Linked DNA regions of Sus scrofa: region 1 is linked to region 2. The links are chromatin contacts, called in public HiChIP or PLAC-seq maps. All regions are on one chromosome and are shown on one strand. Each heading gives the region's core, a stretch centred on a gene start, on an enhancer-like site or on the middle of the called end of the contact. The rest is flanking DNA. Distances are from core to core; before and after follow the strand shown. Region 1 holds the start of LOC110260401. Region 2 holds the start of PSCA (prostate stem cell antigen).

Region 1 (7,410 bases), core at 353-2,852, 34 kb after region 2:
CCAGGAGAGCGACTTGGGGGGAGTTTTTACCAGAAAGGCATCCCCCCCCCAGGGGTGAAAGCTCACAGAGGAAGAGGAGGGAACAGATGGGCTCCGGGGGTGCTCCCGGGAGGGAGGGGGGCCTCTAAGGGGCTGGGAGCGGGGATTCCAGAGCGTGTGGGAGCGGCCTTGTGTGTGGGGGTGACACCGGGGGAGGCTGGGTGGGGGGAGGGATGAGTATTGCGGGCCGGGGTGGGGATGAGTGTTCCAGGAGAGGTTTGAGTGGGGGGGGGTGAGTGTGCAGTGCGAGCGTGTGAGTGTGAGTAGGGCTAAGGCATCTCCACTGGCCTTGGCTGAGTGTGGCTGTGGGCAGTGGCACCTACAGAACAGCCCAGGCCCCAGGGACCCACACCCATTCGTCACGGGGACCCAGGAGGCTGTCCCTTCCCCAGCGCTGTTGCCAGGGAGGCAGGAGGGGCCTCCCTCCGAGGGAATCTCAGCTTCCGGAGCCCCGCTCCTTATATGGTGTTCTGCTTCTCTCTGCCTCTGCCACTGCACCAGGCTGCCAGCACCCACCTTCTCCCCCTCCTCCTGTTCCCCCCACCCCATCCTATTGGAAGTCTTGGAGCTTCTGAAGGGTTCCCGCTGCGGCCTGGGGGTTCAGGGCCTGTGCCCTGCAGTGGGTGGCAGGACCCCTCCATCTCCCCCACCGCCCATGAGAGCAATTTCCAGATTCCCCTGGTGGCATTGAGCAGAGAGGTCCCCGGCCCCAGCAAAGACTGGGGAGTGGGGGCACCAGGCAGTCCTGTCCAGCTATTGTCACATGGTGGCACACACCCAGACCAATGCCAGGGGCCCTGGGGCGGGGTGGCGGGGTGGTGGGGTGGGACGCATCCCTCACACAGGGCACAGGACCAGCCCCCCAGGGCCTGAACTCAAGGGCCCCTGGGGCAGGGACAGACAGCAGCTCGAGGCCGCACACCTGGGAACACACCTGACACTTGGGAGTGTGTGTGTTGTGTGTGTGTGTGCACAGGCGTGTGTGCACACGAAGACTCCTTGGAGTCTTTGGCTCAGGGAAAGAGGGTCCGAGTGTTGGGTCGTCGCCAGGTCTCGTCTGTGGCCCAGCTTCCTGCCAACGCCGACCGGGCAGGGGCAGGGTCTGCGGGGCGGGCGGTCAGGGGTTCAGCACCACCCGCCCCCCTGCGAGCAGAGCGCGGCCACAGGAGGAAGCCGCCCGACCCTGAGGCCCTGGGGAGGGGCTTCCTCCTTACCTTTGGGTGGGGGCAGCGGAACGCCCGGCCGCAGGCCCCTCCGGGCAGGGCACACCGGGTCGCCCGCCGGGCCGCCGGCCGGGGGGCGGGGCCCGTCCCCAGCTCGGTCCCTTGGGTCCGCGGGGCTGAATGAGTCCGGGGAGGGGGCGGTGAGAGCGAGCGGGCGCATTAGTCACCCCGGCCGCCGAGTGTGCGGGGGGTGGGTCCTCGCTCCGCCGGGGAGCGCGCGTGGGCGCGGGGAGGCGGGCCGGCAGCCGGCGGGGAGGGGGGCGCGGGCGGGGAGCCTGCGCCTGGACCAATGGGAGCCGGGGCTCGGCGACGGGGCCGCCCACGGGCCTCTCCGGCGGCATAAAAGGCCCGGCTGCCGAGGCTGGGCGCAGAGCTCCGGAGCTTCCTCCTCCCGAGCCAGCCCTGCCGCCGCCGAGCCGGACCCTCCGGGACGCAGGCGCTCGTCCGCGGGACCCACCGCCGCCGGCAGCTCCGCCAGCCAGTCCCCAGCAGCCCCTCGTCGGCTCCAGAAGGACTGGGCAGCCCCCGCCTCCCGCCTGTCCGAGCGCCGCGGCCACCTGCGAGCAGATGGAGCTGGACCACAGGACGACTGGCGGCCTCCACGCCTACCCCGGGCCCCGCGGCGCGCCAGCGGCCAAGCCCAACGTGATCCTGCAGATCGGTAAGTGCCGAGCGGAGATGCTGGAGCACGTGCGGAGGACCCACCGGCACCTGCTGGCCGAGGTGTCCAAGCAGGTGGAGCGGGAGCTGAAGGGGCTGCACCGGTCGGTGGGCAAGCTGGAGAGCAACCTGGACGGCTACGTGCCCACCGGCGACTCGCAGCGCTGGAAGAAGTCCATCAAGGCCTGCCTGTGCCGCTGCCAGGAGACCATCGCCAACCTGGAGCGCTGGGTCAAGCGGGAGATGCACGTGTGGCGCGAGGTCTTCTACCGGCTGGAGAGGTGGGCCGACCGCCTGGAGTCTTCGGGCGGCAAGTACCCGGTGGGCAGCGATCCCGCCCGCCACACCGTCTCCGTGGGTGTCGGGGGTCCCGAGAGCTACTGCCCGGAGGCTGACAACTATGACTACACCGTCAGCCCCTATGCCATCACCCCGCCGCCGGCTGCGGGCGAGCTGCCCGGGCAGGAGGCCGTGGAGGCCCAGCAGTACCCGCCCTGGGGGCCGGGAGAGGAGGGGCAGTCGAGCCCTGGCGTGGACACGCAGATCTTCGAGGACCCGAGGGAGTTCCTCAGCCACCTGGAGGAGTACCTGCGACAGGTGGGCGGCTCCGAGGAGTACTGGCTGTCTCAGATCCAGAACCACATGAACGGACCGGCCAAGAAGTGGTGGGAATACAAGCAGGGCTCGGTGAAGAACTGGGTGGAGTTCAAGAAGGAATTCCTGCAGTACAGCGAGGGCGCGCTGTCCCGAGAGGCCATCCAGCGGGAGCTGGACCTGCCGCAGAAGCAGGGAGAGCCGCTGGACCAGTTCCTGTGGCGCAAGCGGGACCTGTACCAGACGCTGTATGTGGACGCCGAGGAGGAGGAGATTATCCAGTACGTGGTGGGCACCCTGCAGCCCAAACTCAAGCGTTTCCTGCGCCCCCCGCTGCCCAAGACCCTGGAGCAGCTCATCCAGAAGGGCATGGAGGTGCAGGACGGCCTGGAGCAGGCGGCCGAGCCCGCCGGCCCCCGTCTGCCCGCTGAGGAGGAGAGGGAGGCCCTCACGCCGGCCCTCACCAACGAGTCCGTAGCCAGTGACCGGACCCAGCCCGAGTAGAGGGTGCCGGGCCCCCCTCCCCCGCCCGCCCACCGTGGCCTTTGCCCACCAGGACTTCCGAGCGGGCTGACCCCCACAGGGGGCGCCCTCGTCTTCACCCAGCTGGGCGCCCACCTTAGCCTCCTAGCCTGGCTTGAACAGACATGTGTCGTCCAGATGTGGGCAGTGTCCCCAAAACAGCAAAGGACCCCCTTTCCCTGGAGGGCCCTGCCCCTCACCCTCTCTCCGTCTGTCTTCCCTGACTCCGAGCCGGTGACCCCCCTCCATACTCTCAGGCCATGCCAGCTTCCTCATTCTGCTCCATGCCCCGGCCTCCTGGGCACCCGGAAACCAAGTGTCCCGATGACCCAGGCCAATAGGCACCGAGCTCAAGGGAAGCTCCAGAGCAGACGCTCAGGCAGAACCAGTGCCCCGGGAGCCTGGGCTTCGGGGATTCCACCTCTCCTGGCAGTCTCCGCGCAGCCGGCTGGCACCCCTGCTGCCGCCCAGGGCGGCTGGCCAGCCTCGGGCAGCCTGGCTCCCTTGTCCTGGAGGAGAGCCGAAGCTGAAAATGCAGCAGCAGCAGTGGCAGCCACAGACCTGGCATCCTGGTGCCTCCTGGCCCCTCAGGTGAGCCTCTGCCCCATGGCACCACCACCAGGGGGCACCGTAGAGCCAGGAGGGCCACTTTCCAGGGGAGCCCGCGAGGCTCAGAGGCTGCCCTGAAAGTTAACAGCTTGGGGATGGGGTGGGCGGGAGGCATGGCGGGGGAGGCGGGGAGGGCGCAGGGACCCTGGGGACCAGGGACCGGGGCTGGGCTGGGAGGCAGGGCCAGGGGAGTTTGCTGAGCCAGCTCTCACAGGGACGGTGTTTTCTCTCTCGCCCCAGCGCCAGTGACTCACGCCAGCCTGGAGAGGGACCGAGCCCCGCTCCATGTCTCACCCGTGGCAGGTGGAAGGTCCCACAGGGCCCGAGTCCTCAAACCGGCTGAGGCAGCAGCCGGCCCTCGGAGCCAGGAGAGTGACAACAGGTAGGGCAGCCCCAGGCCTCCCACCTGAGACCCTGTCCCTCAGCTGTCCTCATCAGCCACCCTCGAGACCCTCCCCAGACCCCTCCCCCAGGCCTCCGGGACCCCGGGAGTCCCGCCCCGGGAGGGCCGCCCCTTTAGGTCCTCGGCAGGAGCTTCGGGCGGAGCATCTCCGGGCCTGCACCCGCCCCTGACCATCGGGTCTCCTTCCTTTCAGGTCTCTAGGCTCCTGCAGAGCCTTCGCTGCTGCGCCAGGCGCCGCCCTCTTCTCCCGCCGCAAGCTGCCTGCCCGGGAGAAGTCCGAGGCCACGAGAGGCGGGCGCCCCGCAGGGAGCTGGTGGCAAAGATGAGCCAGCGTGAGGGCCAGGGCCTGCCACATGCCCGCCCCGCCGGCCCCCACTGCCCGCCCCCAAGGCCCCTGCTGCTGGAGTTGAGTCGGCTACCCCGGCCCCGGTCTCGCTCCAGCCCCGGAACCCCAGCCCGCTGCGCGGCCATCCTCTCCTGCCAGAGCTTTCCACGAGGCCGGGGGCTGAGGCCGCAGCCCCTGCCCCTGCCCGGTGGCCCCGAGCCCAGCCCCAGGAGGCCCCGGAGCCTTTGCTCCTGGGGCCCACATGGGCGCCCTGCGGTGTCGCCCAGGCCCAGACCCCCGCCTCCCCTGGCACCAACACCCTGGTGCTGGCCGGCCGCTTGTGGCTGCAGCCTGAGCAGGCCCAGGTTGAGGGTTCGCCTTTCTGCCTGTCTACTGGGTGTTCCCAGATTTGGGGGACTATCTGCAGGTAACTCTGCCAGCTGCTCCATCCCATGCCCTGCCAGCCCCCCAGATTTTATTTTTGCACATAAGCCATAACCCATACTCCTAGGCTGGCACAGGCTGCAGGGAGGCCCCGGGGCCTCAAGAGGGTGTGGCCAACTCCCTGTCCCCCCACAGATCAAGCCTCGAGTGTCAGGCCAGGCTGTGTTCACCCCTGCCACCTTACTGAAGACAGACTCTTTTTGTAAGATTTTGTTAATAAAACACTGAAACTTCTTGGTGTGTCTGTGCCGCTGTTTTCCTGCGGGCTGCAGCCGGTGGGGGGAGGCTGGAGGGGCCTGCGGAGGGAGGCAGCCGCTGGAACACAAGGAGTAGAGACTGAGGGTCAGCCAGGGACAGCCAGCAGCAGCGGGACAGACTGGGATGGGCCGCCGGTCCTGCCTCCCCAAAAACCCTCCCACCTAAGCCTGCCGGGGACAGCGGGGTGCTGAGAGCTCTCCTGCTGTCAGGACTCGGCCACACACAGACTTGAGGGCTTCGGGGGCGCATCTCAGGCCTAGAGACCGCGGCAAGGTCCCTGCTGGGAGGGGACCCTGGTGCGTCCTGGCTGCAAGGGCATAGCCTTGGTCTCTCTGGGCTTCAGATTCCTCATCGGTAAAAGGGCCGAACCGGAGTTCCCGTCGTGGCGCCGTGGTTGGTGAATCCAACTGGGAACCAAGGGGTTGCGGGTTCCATCCCTGGCCTTGCTCAGTGGGTTGGGGATCTGGCATTGCCGTGAGCTGTGGTGTGGGTTGCACACACGGCTCAGATCCCGCATTGCTGTGGCTCTGGTGTAGGCCTGAAAGGCCAGTCGAGTGAAAATCCGCCTCGTCCAGACTCGGAAGAGGCGACACCCCAAATCACTCACGAGAAGCGGTCTTGATGCAAACAGCAAGAGGATTTTTATTCCAAGCGCGCTGGGGCCCACAGTCGTATGCCACACAGGGGTAGAGGACTGCGGCCCCGAGTGTGAAGTCGGGACAGCTTTTATGGGGTTCACAACAAAGCCCGCGCTTTACAAACCAATCATTTCAAAATATCACAAACCAGCCAATTTAAAACTTCGAGAGCCCGCGCTTCGTGGACCAATTAATTTTAAGTTGTTCTGGAGTTACGTGTTTGTGCCTGTCCCTGGGCGGGGGAGACATATTGTCGCCAAGATATATTTATCAGGATTTTTAACATTTTATGGCGCAACCGATCTTACTGGGGTCGGTTAGGCGATTAACTTCTCTTCTTTTTATCTTATGCAAGCAGCTTTACAGAAGCCAAACTAGCAGTTAGGAACCCTTTTCCCTGTTATCTCAAGCAGTTTTAAGAAGTTTCATGTATAGAGGCACATACTCAGGGGCCTGTTTTTCCCCTTCCACATAGTTTTGTACAGAACAGAAAGTAAGCCCTAAAACAGCAAAAAGTATGATCTTTTACCTATAGGGAACAGGGTCTGGAATTCGAGGGCATTTAGAGCTTCTTATTAACTTCCTGGGTTCTGGGAGGGTCAGGTTGCATTTTCATCCTTTCAGGCCAATGGCTACAGCTCTGATTGGACCCCTAGCCTGGGAACCTCCATGTGCCGCGGGAGCGGCTCAAGAAAAGGCAAATAAATAAATAAATAAATAAAAGGGGCGAACCTTGGCTAAAACAGGCCAGGCCCAGGCTCTCCATGTGAGGGCCATGGATGTGGCGTGGGTGGGCGGCCCTACCTGCTGCCCTCGTGAGGGATGCCGGACCCCTGAGAGAAGGAGAGAAGGCCTGGAGGGGCTGGGACCCCACACCAGCCAGTGCGGAATGAGAAGCAGGCTCAGGAGCTTTGGCGGGAGTGGCCGACTCGACTGCGGCCAGGCCAGAAGTCTCGGGCACGAGCGGAGCAGCCCCCGCACAGGTGGGTCTTTTTCTTCAGTGAAGGCTCAGCTCTGTGGGCGGGCCTTTCAACTGATGAAGCCAGGCCCACCCAGATTCGCTCGGGCCGACTTTAATGTGTCAGGCACACCCACACGAGAGCTTCAGAGCCGCAGCTAGGCGAGCGTCCGGTCCCAAGTGCCTGGGGACGGTGCTCTAGCCAGGCTGCGGTGTGACTGTTCCCATCACAACCGCCCGCTCATCCAAGGGTGCTTGTCGCCAACTTCGCCCTGCGAAGGGGCTGCTCTGCTCGATGGGAGGCCGGGCTGGGTGGCACTGGCTCAGCCCCGCCTGGGTGGGGCTTCTGGGACACAGGGGGCCACCTGGGGAGGCAGGAAACGGGCAGGAGCAGAGAGAACCACCTGCTGCCAGGAAAGTCGTCACCCTCGACGCAGAGACGGCAGAGTGTGACGCTCCCCGGTGGAAGGCCGCCTCTTCCCTGTTCCTTTCCTTTATTTCTTTTAAATAATGAAAGTGCTGACAAGAGCGGGGAAGGAAATTGACAGGAACAGGAGGCTGGGCACCATGGTGATGCCTGAGAGTCAGTAATTTCTCCGGGAGAATCACTACAGCTCACATCAAAAGCCAGGAGCTGGAGAAGCGTTTCCTTTTAATAAAAAGTCACTTTCTGTAATTGGATGGCTGTGAAACAGGCAATCCGAGCACTTGGGGTAATTGAGGTGCAGCGCTGGGGC
Region 2 (6,548 bases), core at 1,535-4,034:
CTTCCGCACCCCTGGGGCCTCCAGGGAGGGCGCTACGCCTGAGCCAGTTGCTTGTAAGGGCCTGTCACAATGCCCCAGAGGGACGGGCGCCGGGCAGGTGAAGGCGGGTGGACAGGATCCTTCCTGGAATTGCCTGTGCCCCCGGGCCACCCTGCCTCCCTGGGTTGGGAGCCTGTAGATGAGCCCCCGGCCGGACCTGCTCTGTCCTGGTGGCGGGGGTGGGGGGGGCCCAGCTGTCATGATGCAGGGTCTCCTCCAGGCCAAACAACAACGAAGCTGGGATCCACGCCATCCCAGTGCCAACAGGCTCTGTGTGGCCAACCCTGGGCCCTGGCCCCGCCCACACTGGCCAGCCCCAGTGGCCTCCGGGCCAGAAGAGGACCTCGAGGCCCTGAGAGCTTTACTGGCCACCCAGGGATGGTGGGCTGGGGGAGACCAAGCCAGGCCCGAGTACAGATGGGAACAGTGCAGGCTGCACCCTCCCCCGGGGACCCGCGCTGCCCTCGCCGCCCACCTTGGAGGCTGGTGCTGGGCCTGGGGAGCAGGACCCAGTCATTCTTCCCTCCACGGCCCTTCTTCCCTGTGCCCTGTGTCCCCGCAGGCTCTCTGCACACCCTTGTCCGCCTGCCTCTCCAGCAGCCAGCCTGGCCCCACTGGAGGGACAGTTAGAAACAGACCCAGGGCCCTGGCTGCGCCGAGAGCAGCGGGGCTCCTCCTTCCCGCCGCTGCCCCCTCCTCCTCTCTCTCTGCCTCTCTGCACCCCCCCCCCAGGGGTCCACAGCCCAGCCCGCTCCCCTGGCCCTATCCCGTGGCTGGCGGAGGTCTCACCTGGCGGCAGGGCCAAGCCAGCAGCTAACAGGGCGAGGAGGACAGGCTTCATGGTCACAGGCAGGCAGCGGGCAGCTGACCTCGGGTGGTTTTATACTGCTCTGCTGGGGCGGGGGAGGTGGCTGCCCACGGTCGACACTAAGCGACAAGGGCCGGGGTGGGGCAGATTCCAAATGTCCAGCAGCCGCCAGGCCACACCCTCCTCTCCCTTTGTCCTCTTTCTGCTTCTGGAAGACAGAGCCTGCCCGTGGGCAGGGGCCACACTTCCCAACCGTGGCCAGGTCTCAGCCGGGCCGGGGTGAGGCCCAGGCCCCCATCTCCAAGCGCCCCAGACTCCATCACTCCTTCGCGCACCTCGGCTCGAAGACCAAAAGGCTTAAGGTCCCACGGAGGTGACAGGCCTTGATCAGTGTGGCAGACAATTAGCAGAGCTCGGCCCTGGGCTGGACACTGTCCACCCGGACCCCAGACCCACTCTCCACCCGGCTGTGTCCATAAGGACCCTATAAAGGCTTCCGCCGGCCAGGACCTGAGCTGGGGAGGTTCAGAGGTCAGCCACCTCTCTGCCTCACCCTGACGGCTGGGCCGAGGTGGCAGGGGCTCCCTTTCCTGACGAGCCCCTCCCATCACGCAGGCTCCCGCCAGCCTCTGGTAACCGCCTCTGCCCCTCGTCCCTCGGTTCCTGGGCAGGGGGTCGTCCCTGTTTTCTCTCTCAACCTGACCCTCCCTCTGTCAGCAGCCTCCCTGGGCTTCTGGAGGGTCTGGCCGGGAGCTGGCGGGCACAGGCCACACCTGCTGCCTGCTGGCCCCAGCGCGGCTCTGGAGCTGACAGTCCCTCTCCCGCGGGAGGACGCCGATCAGGCCCTGCGGACGGCCTCAGCGCCTGGATTTACCCCTGGAAGCTGGTCCAGGGTGTGTCAGACACTGGGAGGATGTTGCCAAGGAGTGAGGCAGGGGCCAGGGGCTCCAGCTGGGCGGGCCCGGGAGCAGGATGACAGGGCAGGGTGGGCTGGGGTGGCTGGAGATCCGGGGTCCCCCCACCAGGCCCCTACTCCTCCCACCAGGCCAGGCTCCGTTCCTCGGATCCCAGGGCCCAGAGTCGAGGGGAACACGCTTGAGGTCACACAGGGGTGGGGGTGGCTCCTCACCCGCACCCCTTCCTTGCCTGCTGCCCACCTGGAACTTTCTCTCAGAAGAGGCCCAGCCCCCAGCCCCTCGGCTCCAGAGCCTCACGTGGAAAGTAAAACATTTATGATTTCACTGTTTCCATGTGGGGCTGTCTGTCTGCCCCTCATCACCAGGGCTGGGGTGCCCTGGACTGGGGCCCTTCTTATCTGTTTGTGTTCAGGGCTCTTAGCACCTAGCACCAGGCTGGAACATTCATTCTTTAAATATTGACAGGTGCTTAAATGTTTGTCGATCTGATTTGATATGAAGTGATTCCTGGAGTCTGTAGGTCTCAAACAGGGGTGTTTCTGTGCCAGGGGATACGTGGCTGTGCCCAAAGACATTTTCCGTTGTTCTAACCGGGGGTGCTCCTGGCTCCCAGGGGTGCAGCCCAAGACTGCTGCTCAGCACTGTGCAGGGCACAGGGAGCCTTGGCAGGGCTGTGGGCTGAGTCTGGCCGAACCGACCAGAGCCAGGGGAAGAGGCTGCTCCAGGCCGTGGTGGGGGGAGGGGACCAAGTCGGCAGGACCCGTCTCCAGACTAAATAGCCCCTGACCTCTGCTTTGCCGGGGTGGGACCCACCACCCTTCCTTCTGATTTGTCCCCTTGTGATGGGAATGTTTGTCCCGGGCGGGTCCCACTTGTATCTGGGGGCACGTAGCTTGTCTGATTTCATGGATTCACAGTCACAGAGGAATTTGCCAGAACAACTCCTATCTCGACTCTCAACCACGTCTGGTAGAGATGAGACCTGGGCTTTTTTTTTTTTTTTTGGTCTTTTTGCCATTTCTTGGGCCGCTCCCGTGGCATATGGAGGTTCCCAGGCTAGGGGTCAAATCGGAGCTGTAGCTGCCAGCCTTCACCACAGCCACAGCCACACGGGATCCGAGCTGCGTCTGCGACCTACACCACAGCTCAAGGCAACACGGGATCGTTAACCCACTGAGCAAGGCCAGGGATCGAACCCGCAACCTCCTGGTTCCTAGTCGGATTCGTTAACCACTGCGCCACAACAGGAACTCCAGACCTGGGCTTTTGACGTTGGTGTTGGTGAGTTAAGGCGTTAGGGGTTGCTGGGATGAAAAGAGAGCGCCCTGCGTGTGAGAAGGAGACGGGAACCTGGAGCCGGGGGCTGTGCTCCGAATCGCCTCCTCCTCTGTCCACACGGCGAGGCCCTGCCCCCCAGCGGGTCTCAGAGACCTGGCCTCTGGGAAGTAATCGGGGTTTGATGAGGTCGTGAAGTTGGGGACCCATGATGGGACTTGGTGACCCTGTAAGACGGGCACCAGCTCTCCCTCCACACGTGGGGGTGCAGTGAGGGAGCCGTGTGCACAGCGGGAAGCCGTCCTCGGGGGTCCCTGACCTCAGACCGCCAGCACCCAGAGCTGTGAGAAAAAATGACTTGTCTACGCGACCCGACTGACTATTTTGCTGTGGCGGCCCAGGTGGAGACAGACGGTCCAGTGGTCACAGCTCAAATACGGACGCCCGAGAGACAGCTCTCAAGTGCCGTGCTGATCACAGTGACATCTGACTCGGCCCCAAGCGGAGCTCTCACTGGGATCAAGTCCGAGCCCCGTCCCCGGTCCCACACTGAGCCCACATCCGGGTCCCTCTCTGAGCCCCGTCCCCTGCCGTTCATGCTTTGGGCACACACTGGCACAGTCCCCCCTGAGCCCACTGAGCCGGGGCCCTTTGGCGGCCCTGCTTTCCGGGAAGGCCTGACACAGAGAGCAGCCCCTGCAGTCTCCGCTGGGCGGCCAGGCTGAGGGTGTGGCTGAGCTGTGACTCACCCTTAGCCCCTTCCTTTCCTCTGCCCTGCAGCCACCCCTGGGACTCCAGACTTTCCTGTTCCTTCGTGGCCCCCACCAGTTGCGTTCCCTGGAGATCCTGCCTGTTCACATAGCTCGGGAGTTTCCCTGATCTCCCCAGAAGGGGAAGCCGGGGCAGGAGGACCAGTGGGGGCGGGGGCGGTTCTGGGGAGGCAGGGTGGGCAGCAGCAGACCCCGCCTCACAGGGTTACAGGGCACAGTGGCTTGCTGGGGCTGCCGCACGGCCCCACCCACGCTTGAATGGACATCATTTTTGGATAACCCACTATTTTATGCAGAAGAATTTTTTGCTTTTTGGTCTTTTGAGGGCTGCAGTCCAGGCATGTGTAAGTTCCCAGGCTTGGGGTCGAATTGGAGCTACAGCTGCCGGCCTATGCTGAGGCCACAGCAACGCCAGATCTGAGCCACGTCTGTGACCTACACCACGGCTCATGGCAACGCTGGATCCTTAACCCACTGAGGGAGGCCAGGGATCGAACTTGCATCCTCATGGTTACAAGTCAGGTTCATTACCACTGAACCACCACGGGAGCTCCCAGAGCAATTTTTTAAAAGGAAGATGGGATGTCAGTTGCAAAACCACAGCCGGGAACCCCTTTCACGTTGGGAGACACTTTCCTGTGATTGGTCAGTTGCTGTCTGGGGGCCTGAGCCTGTGCGTTGGGGCAGCACTTGGGGGTGGGGGCAGTGCCAGGCTTCATGACGCCCCAGGGGATGTTCTGCCTTCCCTCCTCCCTCCCTGGTCCCTCCTCTCTGCCAGAGGGGACTCAGTCCTTGAGACAAGGCCCGTGGGTCTGAGCATGATGGTGGGAGCATCTAGGGGAGCCCCTGGCAGGTTCTGGGGGATGCCTATGATCCTGTACCCACGAGGTGGCAGCAGAGTGTCACAAAGAGAGGGCGCGGTGGCGTTCCCATCCCTACAGTGGTGAGCACGGAGACGGAGAAAGGCTAGGCAGGAGGGGTGTGAGCTGAGATTTAGAAATGCTGGGCTCGAGGGGCCTGTTAGAAGCCTTTGTGGGAACGCTGGGTAGGGCTTGGGCGTCTAGAGTTTGCGGTCGAGGTCCCGGCAGGAGACATGAATTTGCGAGCTGCCTGACTTGGCTGGTTTGCAGAGCCATGAGGCTGGAGGTGATCCCAGGAGTGGGTGTGGACAGAGACAAGAGCTCATGTGTGAAGCTGGCAGGCTGGGAATCGGCAGGGGAGGCTGAGGAAGGAGGACCAGGGAGCGTCCTGGGAGCCCAGGGTAGAAAGTGAACCGAAGGGGAGGGAGCTAGTGAAATCTATCTCAGTTCCCCGTTGCTGCTGTAAAGGACTGTAAACTTGGCTTAAAGCACCGCGCATTTATTATCTCATATTTCTGGAGGTCAGCAGTCTGACGTGAGTCTGATGGAGCCTGATGTATTTTATTTTATTTTATTTTTTTAAATAATGGGTTTTGTTGTTGTTGTTTTGTTTTGTTTTTTTTTTTGTATTTTCTAGGGCCACACCCTCGGCATATGGAGGTTCCCAGGTTAGGAGGAGAATCGGAGCTACAGGTGCCAGCCTACATGACAGCCACAGCAACGCAGGATCCTTAACCCACTGAGCGAGGCCAGGGATCGCACCCGCAACCTCACGGTTCCTAGTCGGATTATGTTAACCACTGCGCCTCGACGGGAACTCCGCGTCTGATGTATTTTAATGAAGATGTCAGCAGAGCCGGTTCCTTTCTGCATGGCTCCTTGCTTCTTCCAGCTCCCAGAGGTCCTGCATCCCTTGGCTCTGGGCCCCTTCCTCCATCTTCAAGGCCCACACTCCACCCTGTGTCAGCCGTCACATCTCCCTCCGCCTCCATCATCACATCCTTCTCCCGCTTCTGTGCCCCTTCCTCCTCTGAGGACCCTGAGCCCATCCTGATAATCAGAACCCTCGCCCCTCCCAAGAATTGTAACTTAATTGCATCTGCGAAGTCTCTGTTGCCACGTGAGGTGACCCAGTCACGGGTCCTGGGGACTCGGGCCTGGACGCCCTTGGCTGGGGGAGGGGGCCCTTCTCAGCCCATTACAGGCCTCCTCCAGTCTCTAAAGATTCAGATTGGCCCACAAGCAAAATACACTCAGCCCATCCCAAGCCTCCAAGAGTCTCAACTCATTACAGCATCACTCAAGTCTGAGTCTCACCCAAGCCTCTTCAGCTCAGAAGTTTCAAGTCTCACGCTTCAAGGCATCTACGCAGGTGTGGATGCTGAGGCCCCAGAGGAACAGAGCGCGGGCCGTTGCGCCCCGCCTTCTCCCATCAGGAGCGCCGAGCCGACGCTGCCCTCGTGCCACCCTCGCCCAGGACAAGAGGCCCCGCTCCTTCGGCCCAGCGCTGGACCCATCCCCGAGCCGCAGCCCCTGGACGCCGCGGGCCCGGGAGCCACCGAGACGCCGAGTCGTCCGGGCGGCCTAGAGCGTCCCGGAAGTGGCCGGGGAGGCGGAGCGGCGCGGACCGACGGGGGCGGGGCGGCGCACTTCCGGCCAGCGGCGGCGGAGCGGGGCCGCAGGTGAGTGGGGTGCGGACCTGGGAGGTGGGGGCGGCCCTGCTCGGCCCGCAGCGCCCACGGGGCCGCTGCGCGCGCGGCCGAGGCCCGGGTTCGAGCTGCTGGTGCTGGAGCGTCCCCGGGGGCCCCGAAACGAGCTGGTCCCTCACAGCCCCCCTTCGAACCTGGCGGTGGCTTCCGCCCGAGGAAGGACCGGCCTC

The links. HiChIP or PLAC-seq counts read pairs in DNA pulled down with a chosen protein or histone mark.
Region 1: an H3K27ac HiChIP or PLAC-seq map of skeletal muscle shows a contact between it and region 2. The contact joins the promoter of LOC110260401 here to the promoter of PSCA in region 2. A contact is called at or near these places in 1 of 47 Hi-C or Micro-C datasets (skeletal muscle) and 1 of 2 datasets of contacts at active chromatin or transcription factors (skeletal muscle).

What each region holds. Positions count from the first base shown.
Region 1 is chr4:1,516,351-1,523,760 of Sscrofa11.1, forward strand. LOC110260401 reads right to left here and starts at 1,603. Exons shown (of 3, transcript XM_021090361.1): 1 at 1,254-1,603. The coding sequence starts at 1,603. ARC (activity-regulated cytoskeleton-associated protein) reads left to right here and starts at 1,636. Exons shown (of 3, transcript XM_021088786.1): 1 at 1,636-3,629; 2 at 3,888-4,029; 3 at 4,244-5,053. The coding sequence starts at 1,830. The coding sequence ends at 3,020.
Region 2 is chr4:1,481,461-1,488,008 of Sscrofa11.1, forward strand. PSCA (prostate stem cell antigen) reads right to left here and starts at 2,785. Exons shown (of 3, transcript XM_021088785.1): 1 at 829-2,785. The coding sequence starts at 880. All of the region lies in intron 1 of JRK (jerky protein homolog), which reads left to right.